Regions from separate parts of the Gasterosteus aculeatus genome. Here region 1 is linked to region 2. Evidence: chromatin contacts called from public Hi-C data. All regions are on one chromosome and are shown on one strand. The core of a region is the stretch at or near the end of the contact, and the rest is flanking DNA. Distances in the headings are between cores, read along the strand shown. Region 1 holds the start of LOC120824048 (betaine-homocysteine S-methyltransferase). Region 2 has its middle 6.8 kb from the start of LOC144411344.

The links. Hi-C and Micro-C count contacts between places; a contact is called where the count stands out from the background.
Region 1: a Hi-C map of whole body shows a contact between it and region 2, with 6 times the contacts expected there. The contact joins the promoter of LOC120824048 here to the enhancer-like site in region 2. A contact is called at or near these places in 2 of 6 Hi-C or Micro-C datasets (skeletal muscle and whole body).

The regions. Positions count from the first base shown.
Region 1 is chr8:20,880,796-20,886,878 of fGasAcu3.hap1.1, reverse strand. It overlaps LOC120824048 (betaine-homocysteine S-methyltransferase), which reads right to left and starts at 4,451. Exons shown (of 9, transcript XR_013468682.1): 1 at 3,711-4,451; 2 at 3,257-3,324; 3 at 2,707-2,879; 4 at 2,509-2,612; 5 at 2,229-2,390; 6 at 1,929-2,137; 7 at 1,728-1,807; 8 at 1,416-1,523; 9 at 1,084-1,314. It overlaps nme7 (NME/NM23 family member 7), which reads left to right and starts at 4,463. Exons shown (of 12, transcript XM_040184604.2): 1 at 4,463-4,611. The coding sequence starts at 4,609. It overlaps LOC120824045 (basic immunoglobulin-like variable motif-containing protein), which reads left to right. Exons shown (of 10, transcript XM_040184602.2): 10 at 1-1,202. The coding sequence ends at 112.
Region 2 is chr8:20,792,248-20,798,458 of fGasAcu3.hap1.1, reverse strand. No RefSeq gene overlaps it. Among protein-coding and RNA genes, the nearest start is that of LOC144411344, 6.8 kb to the left of the region's middle. Within about 2 kb of position 2,403, at least 5 of the 9 cell types and tissues checked have open chromatin away from gene starts, as enhancers often do.

The sequences.
Region 1 (6,083 bases), core at 3,202-5,701, 86 kb before region 2:
CAGCACGGGGAGTCAGAAAGACAGCGGGCGGAGACGTCCGTCCAACGCCGCGGAGCGGAGACAGCGGGCCCCCCACCCCGACGGCGACCTGGAAGAGGACGCCACGGGCTGACGGAGCGGCAGGTGCACGGTTCCACACTTTTGCTGCCCACAGACCGAGGTTTGCGCTCGCCGTGGTGAAGCAGGAAAACGGGCGGCGAGCAGGGCCGGCGTTCGGCACCGCACACCTGGATCACATCTGGATTATTGTAATCTGTGCGCAATTACAAATAATTCACTGAGAAAAACACTTGAAAGAAGTGATTTCAATAACTACAAAATGACGTCTGTGCATACAAACCATAAGGATATAATAATAATAATAATAATAATAATAATAAAATCTATAATATCGTGGCTTTCGGAGTTGATGTCTCTCAAGACCTCAATGAAATGAATTTAAAGCTGCAGACCAGTCAGTTATAAAGCTTCATTTAAGATACACATTTTATTATTTTATGTATTTATAATTCATCCAGATCAATTTAAAATCTGACAATCTATTTTGTTGACATGTTGTTCAATAAACGTTATTTAGGTGTTGACTACATACAGATGTGAACTAGATCAGAGCACAAGTTACATTATTATAACATCACGACGACGTCGCTTCAGGAGATTCTCTCTAAATGTAGGACTTATTTTAGCGTAAGTGAATGGAGCACCAGAGGGCGCCTCTTGTGTTGCATCAATCGGAGGTCAGAGATATAAAACGTAGAAACATCCGTCGTTTGATGCCGACGTTGAACCGTTTGTTTGGAGCCACTTTGAAACTCGCCGAAGCCACGGCATTTTTTCATTTTCTTTTAAACTCGTGTCCTTTTAAATGTATATTAAGATCAACCAATAGGAGGGCGGGGGCGTTGCCAAAGGAGGGCGTGGCCAAGCACAAGATCTGCTTGTAAATAAACAATGTTACTTTTTATTGTGAAAAACATTTGCTGTAAATTCTGCTCTAAGACGAGAACTTGTGCAGGTCAGTAGACGTTTTGTTTGTGCTTCGTGAAACCGGTGCGACGGTAAAATGATTCGACGCGTGAAAGCTCAGAGTCGTGTGGTTTATTTTAATTTTTATGTTCCCACGCAGATGTCATCATGTGACGCGATGGAGTGGTTTTATTTATTATTTCCCGATGAATAAAGTTTTTTTTTAAACTCCTGGATACAGACGTCTTCTCATCAATCGTCATATTTTGGTTCCCGGAGACGAGTCGCTTCCTTTGAGCCGTCGTCGTAACTCTGCGATGTGAGCCGGGGTTATGCAGCAGCAGCCGCCTGCAGGGGGGACACGCATCAAAGGACGTTACCACGGTGACCGCAGACATAACCAAAGAACACGCGTATTTACACAGCGCCATGGTTATCAGACAACCTACTTTCCACCGATACTCATTTTCACTGAACAGAGCATGAACGCATCACAATGTAACTGAATTGGACCTCCGCTGGTTAGCAGTTAGCGGCGCTGCTAACGTCACCAGCAACTACAAAAATATAAATGATGTCATCAGTGCTTCACCATGCAATAATACATGCATCAGCGATATTGGGATTTTAAAAATGTGGTTTAGCTGCGTAGTTTATGATGAAATTATTATCGGAGGTTAAGTTCAGTCCAGTAAAAGAAGAGAAAACTTGTTGACAAATAACCGCACAAAATAACATGATGCAGACAGGTTTAAGTTCACCGATTAAATCAGCGCCTTGCTTCCTCCACGTGGGACTTAGTTTGAGGATGGAAGCGGACTGTTCCTCCGACGTCACCCACCTGTGTGAGGAAAAGCAAACGATTGGCTCTTGTGCTCTGCTCAGCTGCACCTACAAACTCCATTTCATTTTCCTTCGCTGTTTTCTCTGGGATTGCGTTTCCAGTAGCGATTGGGACTCACCCCTTCTCGGTGTCCCAGTCCCCTCCGCTGTTGGGGTACACCACCCAGCTCAGGTCCGGGCCCAGCAGGGACCCGGCGGAGTCCAGTAGCGGCTCCACCAGCTCCGGCGAGCAGCAGTTGACTCCCACGGCGACCAGCTGGGTGGTGCTGCTCGCCGCCAGCCGCACGGCGTCGGCGAAGGCGCTGCCGTCCGATATGCGCCTCCCGTCCTGACGGCGGTTGGTCGGACGTCACGAGGGGTCAAAAGCAGCGGGGGGGGCGGCGCAAAACCAGTCAACGATCGAGCGAGGCTGCCGTTACCTTACAGGAGAAGGAGAGCCAGGCCCGCGTGTCGGGGAACTCTCTGAGCAGCTCCAGCAGAGCCGCCGCCTCTTTGATGCTCGGGACCGTCTCCAAGGCGACGAGGTCGGCCCCGGCCGCGGCGAGGGCGTCGATCTGCGGCCGATGCCAGGCCTTGAGGTCCTGGGGAGGGAAACGGAGATCGTTGGTTGTCTTTCAGCCTTTCAGCACAACCTTTTTAAAGTGTACGTCTCGTGCATCGGCAAAACCAAACCGGTGCGATTGGCTGAGAGCCACGCACCTCCACGCTCATCCGCTCCGCGTACGCTCCGGTGTACTCCGAGCCGTCCAGGAGGACGGCGCCGTACGGCCCGACGGACGCCGCCACCAACGGACGCCTGCGACCTTCGGAGACAAATCAGGCCAAAAAAACGCAGAGTGACATCAATTCGTCACAGGCGGCGTCCCGCGGCCTCGTTAAGGCCGGTCGGTCCCGTACCTGAGGGACGAGCGTCGGAGACGAAGCGGTCCACGGTGTCTCTGGCCAGCCGGACGCCGGACATCAGCAGCTCTCTGGCGCCCTCGGGGGTCACGTCCAGGTGCTTGACGAACCCCGGGATGCTGGCCTGGTACGTTGCCGTGGAGATGACATCGGCGCCGCCGAGGAGGAATCTGGTTTGAACAGTTTGTCCTACTTGGTTAGATTTGTTATAACAGACTCACCACCTGATTTTAAGGCGCATTGTGTTCAAACACAGTATTTCTGCACATCCACAGTAATATTTTTAGTTTTATTACGATTACTAGTTTTATACAAACTGTAAAATGAGGTTGCCGTGGCGACAGTTTTTGACTTGTGTCCAAAAGTAAAACATCTCATTACTTTATGTTTGATGAAACTGATGATGTTTATTCAAGAAAGTGATTTTAATTAAAGGTCTCAACTTACTCATAAGCTCTGTCTAATCGCTTTATTGAATTTGAGAATTTTGTTCGCAAATTATTTTATTTTTTAACACGAAGACCTGAAGGAAAAAAGTGCATCTAACCTGTAATGAGCTTCTCTGATGGCCTGAGGATCCGTGTGGAGAAGCCTGGAGCTCCACAGAGGATCTCCCTACCACACACACACACACACACACGCACACGCACACGCACACGCACACACAGAGCATCACGTTTTGTGTCATTAAACACATGGTTTAATAGAAAGTGCTATTAAGTAAGTCAAGCAGCGATTTTATTATTTAAAGAAATGTGCATTTGATGTTTTTGAATTTGAAGTTTGTTGTGTTTTTTTATTTTATTTTGATTGGTATTGTTAAAAAGTGTTATTGTGTTATTTGACAATAAAGAGAAACGTTGCAAAGGTTCTTGCAAAATGTGTTTTAAGTCAAGTAAAACATGATATACATTTTAATTCCGTGGTGACAGCAGCATGACGCACTGACTTTCAACATGTATGTTTGCAAAACGAAACGTAACTTTCCGGCACGTTTTCACCTGTAATTTGGCTCCTTGTGCTTCCAGCTCTGAAGCCAGTCCGCCGTCCAGGATCAGCGGTCCATTGTCCTCCATGTAGAGTCTGAGACGAGCAGAAGAACCCATTAGAGACTCAAGTTATGTCCGAACACAGAAGGATATGTCTCTAATGGGTTCGTCGCTTTATTGACAACTGTTGTCTTTCCGGGTCCAAATGTTGCGTTTTTGGCCGCTCGAAATTTTGATATGTATGGTTATTCCGATCCTCTCAACGCCGCCGGTCCACCACGAGATGGCGCATGAAACAACGCCATAGTGACAGTGCAAAGAGGTCGAGCTATGCAACTTATAGGAAGCGTTTGGCTTCACTGGCGGAAAATGTCCTTTCTGTGTAAACGTTATCAAATAAATGCACCGTTGTTTAAATATTAAACAATAATAATACATGCATAAGTATAACCCATTATAATGCATATTATTCTGAAAGGGCCATTTGGCAAAACACTGAATTGAACTACTCTAAGTAAGATTTCCACAGCAAGTTTTAAAAGGCTATTTCTAATATGAAGTATTACTGCTTTAAAAAAAACATGATTCGTGCTTCTTCCAACTCTGGTAATACATTGGTAATAACAATTGTTTTCATTTTAGTTACAGTAACTGATTACTAACGTTGGTCAATGCTCATTCAACACTTTAATAAAACGGTATCGTTTGTATTCTCACTAGTCAATGTTGAAGTGGTCGTTTTCATCTTCGGCAGAAAGACGCGTTAATTACATGGTTTAGTGAATATACCCTGAACACACCTCGACTTCTCACAGTTACTATAGCAACAAAGCATAGCTTGCTGGTGGCTAACAATGCTAGCGGAAAACCATATCGGTACACACAGCTAGACTCCTTCGAGTTGTCAGAAATGGTGAGTTATTATTTCCTCGTGTCATAACATCGGTGCCGACGCAACGTTGAACTCTCACGCGCCTTCGGGACCAAACGAGAATTGTTCGCTAACGTGTAGCATAGAAAACACCAGCTAGCACCTATGGCTAACAGCTAGCATAACAGATAACTTTTTCTAAACTAACGTTATTAGTTAACTAACTAATTAGCTACGTTAATCTAACATGAGCCAACAACTTTAACCGGAATAACAGTAAATCAATGTACAGCCACATAAAGCCGGGTTTACCTACATAGTAAATAATTCATAACTAACGTAACGTAACTAACGTTAACTAAGGTGAGCATTGATGTGTTAGCATTAGCTACAGCTATTTGCAACGTGACTTTTACCGATAGTTTCTACGTTCACATACCTAACGTTGAATAAATACACTTTAAATCAGTGCACTCTGTTTCTTTTGGGTTGGTTACTGTTTGGGATGCCATTTAAGGCTCAGCTTGGTGGTTTAATGCACCAGTTTGTGATTTAAAACATTCAGGTAATAAAACCACAAGAGGTCACAAGGAGCAGTAACACATGTTAGAGACACCTAAATTACACTGTCTAACTTACACTGATCTCATTTAGAATCATCCAACTTCCACTGATCTCATTTTAAATTATTCAACTTACACTGATCTCATTTAAAATTATCCAACTTACACTGATCTCATTTTAAATTATTCAACTTACACTGATCTCCCCCCTGATGTCAGTTAGTCATTTAATACATGAAGTCATAAAAAAAGTTTTTAACATTTTCTAAAACCCTCCTTCATGATCTTTGTGATAATACTTAAAAGCGAAGAGGGATCTAGTTTAGTATCAAAGAAGTGAAATCTATATTTTTAGCATTTTAACAAACATAATACAGCTTTGAAAATCAGAAACTGTGTTTTCAAGAGTCTTCGGCCTTCGTGAAAGTCTTGAGCACATCTGACCGATCCACACATTGTAGTTGATCTAGATGTAAATCTAGATGGAATTTCGCCTTTTTTGCATTTTCAACACACACACACTCTCTAGGTTCAGGATGTAGTCACCTGACTCTGGACAGTGAGAGGAAACAAAGAGTTCTGGAGGTCAAACACAGGTCCCGTTGCTGTGAGCTGACCTTAAATAAGTTATTTGAAGCCAAATCACCTCCAGACAATCATTTAGATTTAATTAGATTCCACTGCCTTTTAATTCTATTTGGTTGTCAAAATTAAAAGAATCAGATGAAGCGATGCCACTCTTAAGTTTGACTAAAATCACAACAAAGCTGACTGATTGCTGCCGTGGCAACAAGACGTTTCCTGAAACCTTTCAACCTGTAAGAGCCTCAGACCTTCTGTCAGAGTACAGGCCTCCCTTCACAGTCCTTCACATGACTCGTCCCGGCCTTCAGGAGTACCGGACGCTTCCACCTGCAGGGACTCAACACTTTCCTAGGTTACGTAATCCAA
Region 2 (6,211 bases), core at 1,154-3,653:
GAATCCTCTAGTTGGTTGTGATCCGGGGGTCATGTGATCACGTCTCCAGGTCTGCGTGAAAGAATCGTGCAAATCAAACCCGTTTTTCCCGTCATCCAATCAGACAAAACAAAGCGATGACATCGATTGTCTGGCTGAAGATAATAAACTCATAGTAGCAAAAATAAATCTCACTTCAAGATCACAAAACAACAACGTTTTTAATTCCGCGTTCCATAGTTTCTCAAAAAAGCGCCGGAGGAGGCTCCTCCCTCTCGTTGAGGCACTTCCTGTCCAAGTTGGTTGCTCTTCAGTTGTGGAGACAGGTCCTAAAGTGAAGAATCCTTCCTGTCTTCTGCGCTTCAGGTGCATCATGGGAAACCCAAGATCTGGTCAGGTCCTTGTAGAACTCCGTGATGGATTTATGAAACCTGCAGGAAACAAAACGCTCCTATTCACACTTCAGATTTCCTCTGTGGGCTTTTTGTGAGATTTGTTGAAGGAGGGAAAACATCTCAAGAGGATCCATGGTGGCCAGAGGAGGAAGATGAAGAGGATGAAGAGGATGACGAGGACGATGTGTGACTGCCCTCTGCTGTGTGATTGGGAGCAGCTGTAGCTTTTCTGGAGGTGTGGTCACAAAGCAAAAGACCGAAACATCAAATCACTGATAAACAAGAAGAAGTGAGATCATGATGAAGGTTTCAAAGTGGTTGCATCCAGAATTCATACATATTTCTGAAAATTGCTGCTGTAAAAAGCTCATTATTCATATTTCCTTTCTCATCTCCTTATGAGGACAAACCTGTCACATCTTATCACATCACAAGACACGTTTCTCATCTAATCACAAGGACACACTTGTCTCATCTCATGAAGACACAATAAAATATTAATCCTTCACCGAACAACAGTGTAAATACAATTCCAACCACAAATCAATGAAAAAAGTGATCAATAACTGATGACAGTGTGAGAGCAGAGGAGCTCTGCTGCCCCCTGGTGGACAGAGCGCCTCATCGCAGCTAGTGTGCAGAGAACGAGACACACAATAATTTAGCTGACGCTTTTATCCAAAGTGACTTGGACAAGTTACAATAAGTGCATTTCAACCATAAATACACAAGCTCAAAAGAACAAGAAACAAGAAAGTGCAATTTCTTCAAGTAAGTCAATTTACAACTTGCTATAGATAAGAGACATTAGAATGGAGTCAATCCCAGACAACTTCAGGCGAGAGACAAGAGTACAGCCAATCCCAGGGCTGCCACACGACACACAACCTTTCACACTCACCTACAGGCAATTCAGAGTCCCCAATCAACCCAGAACACGTCTTTGGACTGTGGGAGGAAGCCGGAGAACCCGGACAGAACCCTCCACACAGAGAGGCTGCTGGGCGGAGTGGAACCCGGGACCTGCCTGCCGGGAGGCCACGGTGCTGAGCACCACCACACCACCGCGCCAGACAGTTATGCAACTATAAAATAAACAATAACCACAACAAACAAACATCATAAAGCAAAAAGAAACAATGACGAGCTAGTAAATACACAACACGTAATCTGTCATATTTGACAGATTTATGTTAAATCAAATATCACTGACATATTAACATACTGAATGGAGTCCTCTAATTGAATCAGAGGTTCTAATGAGGGAAATGATCTTCTCCTTGTAGCAACGCTCTCTAGACAGTTTACAGGCGTTTCCATGGCGACAGAGTGAGTCAGTTGTTGCCGGTGAAGCGTCTTAAAGACCAGGGGTCCGTTTAAGTGAAAACAGGGTAAACCAACTCAGACATTAGGGTTTGACTCGGAGTTTGTTAAACCTCCTACTTGAAATGGACCCCTGCTGCATGTGTGTGTGTGTGTGTGTGTGTGTGTGTGTGTGTGTGTGTGTGTGTGTGTGTGTGTGTGTGTGTGTTTGTGTACTGTGGGGACTGATACATATTAGTCTATAAAGGGTTTGTGTTTGATCTGAGTCCATGCTGAACACACACATACACTCAATACACACACACACACACACCTCTACATTACACACAAACAATGTGTAATGTTTGTCTCATCAAAGAGACTTTGAGTATGAAATAAATGTAGTGAGTCTGAGAGGAAGCGTAAGCGAGCAGGCCAACAGGTCATCCCCCCCTTCACCCCCTCAGGTAAACACCGTCAGGCCAGAAGGAATATGTACAGTATATGTGCACAGCATATGTATGTCTATGTGTTTGTGTGTTTCATCAGATCAAAACACAAACCCCTAATATCCATCAGCCCCACAGTACACACACACACACACACACACACACACACACAAACTGCGTCCTCCCTCTCCAACTGTTTCCTTTCTGTCCTTTCGTCTCCTCTGCGTCTCATTGGTCCGATCGGTCTCGCTGGCAGCCAATCAGCTCTCAGCGTGGGGATGGTGCGCTTCATCCCGGGAGGGGTCCACTGCCGGGAAGAGACGGGAGGAGACGAGCATCACCTCCTCCTTCCCCTCCGCTCGATGTTTCCCGGAAGTGTGTGTGTGTGTGTGTGTGTGTGTGTGTGTGCGTGTGTGCGTGTGTGTGTGTGTGTGCGTGTGTGTGTGAGTGTTTTGTGTGTTTTTCTATTGGAAGTGTCCGTGCACTGATCCTCTCTCTGCAGACCTTTGACCCCCCTGATGTATTTAACTGTGATTTAGTTGAAGAAGGTGAGACAGGTGAGACAGGTGAGACAGGCGAGGGAGAAGCCGACCAATCAGAGGAGGTTTTGTTCGACACGAGGCCCTGGAGGAGGTTGGGGAAGTGGGTCAAACACACCTTTACCTTTGCTGGTTGTTTAATCGATTGATTCACAAAACAGGTCTATATGTGTTCACATGTTTCTATTATAGTACGTAGATCTATAGAACTAGAGGCTGGCTGAGGCGCTGCAGTGCACCAGCAGGTGGCGCTGTAACCTCCCAGGTCAACTGGTTGTTATGAAGACGAGCAGACATGAGTCACAGACAGACAGAGGGACGGACAGCTGTCTCCTGACTCATCTCTCGTCTCAGACACTTTCTCCTCACTCGGGTCTTTTTTCTGCTGAGTTCAGAGTGACTCGTCACAACACGACTGAGGACTTTTTCCTGCCTCGCGACCTTCACACGCTTTTGTTTAACGGTTTTCATTTGGATCTTTTTTCCGTTGACTCCAAACTTTTTACGACGATCACTTTTTTATTTTATCGTTTACTTCAGACTGAAACTAAAACGACATCAACCACCACTACTGCTAAAAACGCAGTTATCATCCTCCTGCTGTTTTTAATCTGCATAACTACAACCACTACGACCTCAGCGCTGTGAGGTCACGCGGCCTCTCCTCGCGTCGTCCGTCTCTCGTCTCTCGTCTTACTGGAATCGTTCTGTTATCAACTTTCAGTGCGTTTTCTGCACTTTTTGCATTTCGTGGCGTCTCCCGTTTCCCCCTCGTTCCTCCGCCTCAGCACCTTCTCCTTTCACCATCTGTGCTTTGTGCCCCGACAGCAGAGACGCAGGAGACGCTCTGTTTGTCCGTCCAGCACTCTGTCCCACGTCTCGCGGAGGGAAAGGAGTGCACTTGTACAATAGAGTGTTAGAAAGATATGAACAGGTGCAAAGAGAATGTAAAATGTGCAAGAAAGATACTTAAATGCACTAAAAAAAAAAGTGAAGTTGGACAAAAGATATTAAAATGTGCTAACGCGCCCTTGTCCCCAGAGGTTGAACCGTTGTTGTCTCCCTGTTCCCGTCAGCCACGTCCCTCTCAGCTGAGAGAAGAGGAAGTGGCGGCGCGGAGGCCTGAAGGAGGTCACGCTGTTCCTGGCGGAGGAGCTGTCATCTCGCCACATTCCTGAGGGAGGGGGGAAGAGAAAGTGAGAGTCTTCTGATCACACGGACGGGTTCCTGGTCTCCGATCTGATCCCAGGCCAGTGGTTCCGTGCTCACCGGGCCGTTTGACAAGGGTTTTTGACGAGGGACACATCCACATGAGGACAAAAGTCCTGATGCACATGGGGACAAAAGTCCTGATGCACATGTAAAAAGTACAACACTGGTATAACAGGTTGTCTTCGTCCTCTTCTTATTTTCTGTTTTGATAAAACAGCAGTCATGGCCATCACATGACATCCATACTCACACACACACACACACACACACTCACACTCAAACACATGGTGATGGCATGCTTAGTCATCAGCATTAGATACCACATGGCAGCCTGGCGGGCGATGATGATGATGATGATGATCTCCATCAGGTTCAGGCCTCTCAGGAGGCTGCAGGGCTCCTTCACCTGCTGCCAGGGGTCCGTTTCAAGAAGCGGGTTTAGTGGAAACTCAGAGTTTGTGAACCCTGAGATGATGGAAACTCTGGCTTGTCTGTTTCACAAAGGGAGGTGAATAAAGCTCAGGCTCTGTCTCCATGGTAACTAAAGCTCAGGCTCAGTCTCCATGGTAACTGAAGCTCAGGCTCAGTCTTCATGGTAACTGAAGCTCAGGCTCAGTCTTCATGGTAACTGAAGCTCAGGCTCAGTCTCCATGGTGACTAAAGCTCAGGCTCAGTCTCCATGGTGACTAAAGCTCAGGCTCAGTCTCCATGGTAACTGAAGCTCAGGCTCAGTCTTCATGGTAACTGAAGCTCAGGCTCAGTCTCCATGGTAACTGAAGCTCAGGCTCAGTCTTCATGGTAACTGAAGCTCAGGCTCAGTCTTCATGGTAACTGAAGCTCAGGCTCAGTCTCCATGGTGACTAAAGCTCAGGCTCAGTCTCCATGGTAACTAAAGCTCAGGCTCAGTCTCCATGGTAACTGAAGCTCAGGCTCAGTCTCCATGGTAACTGAAGCTCAGGCTCAGTCTCCATGGTAACTGAGCCTGTGAACATCATCTGGTCGGGAGCAGGTTTTAGTTAGTCTGTATCCGGCGGATTTTAGTGCAGTTTCCACATATGGACAAGATAAGGTTACGTTAAAGTCTAGTGTTTAGTGTTTTCTGGGACATGTCACGTCCTTTTCTGGACGATCCTGTTGATGAAGAAGCGGTTTTACTTCGCAGGAGAGAATATTGAGGCCCTGATTAGATGTATTGTCATTTCCAGATAACTGCTTGTTTGAACGGTATCGTTTTTCTTCACAGTCCATCAAATATGTACATGACCTCACCCGTCCTCATATGAGTAACGTCCCCCATCGTGGACATGCTCTCACATACGGGCACATTCTTCGTGTAGTATTACGTTTTTTTCCTTTACAACATTCTAATATCAGTAAAGCTGCTGCATGCAGAGCCGTGAGGAACGTGTGCGTCGCTCTGAAACGTCTTTTAAACCTTTTTGTTCCCTGGACACAAACCAAATTAAAGTTCCACAGGATGCACCTGAATAAAACACATTATAGGTCCAATACCAGTGAACCAGTTTTTACCAGCAATATTATTCTAAATATGAGGGGGAATCACTAAAACGTATGGATTAGGATTATCATTAAATATTAACTAACAACACTGTGTTGGAACATACACAGTTTTTTTTCATTCTAATTACGGGTTCAGACTCGCCTTACTTGCTTGCATTAATATTCTCAGCTCAATAGGGGTGAATATGTTGTTCGTGGTGGTTGCCGTGGTGAATCGCAGTATCGTGGCTCCATTCATGCTGCCTTCACACTGTGGTGCTGCACGCGCTCAACTCAGCGTCGGCCTACTCCGACCGGACCACCTGTAAACCCAACTCTTCTGACTCTGACCCTGGTGAGCACGCGAGTCGCCGTTGATCAACACAACGACTAAACAACAACAACAACAAATAATGCATCCCACCCTGCGATGTCACGTGCGGCTCACCTGCGCCTCCGGTGCGACGGGCGCCGTGTGCCTGACGTGGGTCGCGACCTCGCGGGTCGCCGTGTGCCAGGCAGGCCGAGTGCACGGGTGTGGGGAATGGTATGTTCTCGGGGGTTAATTACACGCGTGTGATTCTGCAGAGCCGCCAGAGGAGCGTCGGGGACGTGAGGTGAGGAATGTCCGCAGAGGAACCGGAGGAGCCGGTTTCCTTCTAACCTCCTCCTGGCGGAACGTGGTCTGGGTCACAGTGAAGACCGGCAGACTATTTATGTGGAGCAATGAGCCGTGAATGAAATATGGAACAAGCAGAAAGTAGAACGATGTCAGCGAAACCTGCTGCACCCTCTGTAATACGCCGTAATACACACTCACCACACAATGATTTGC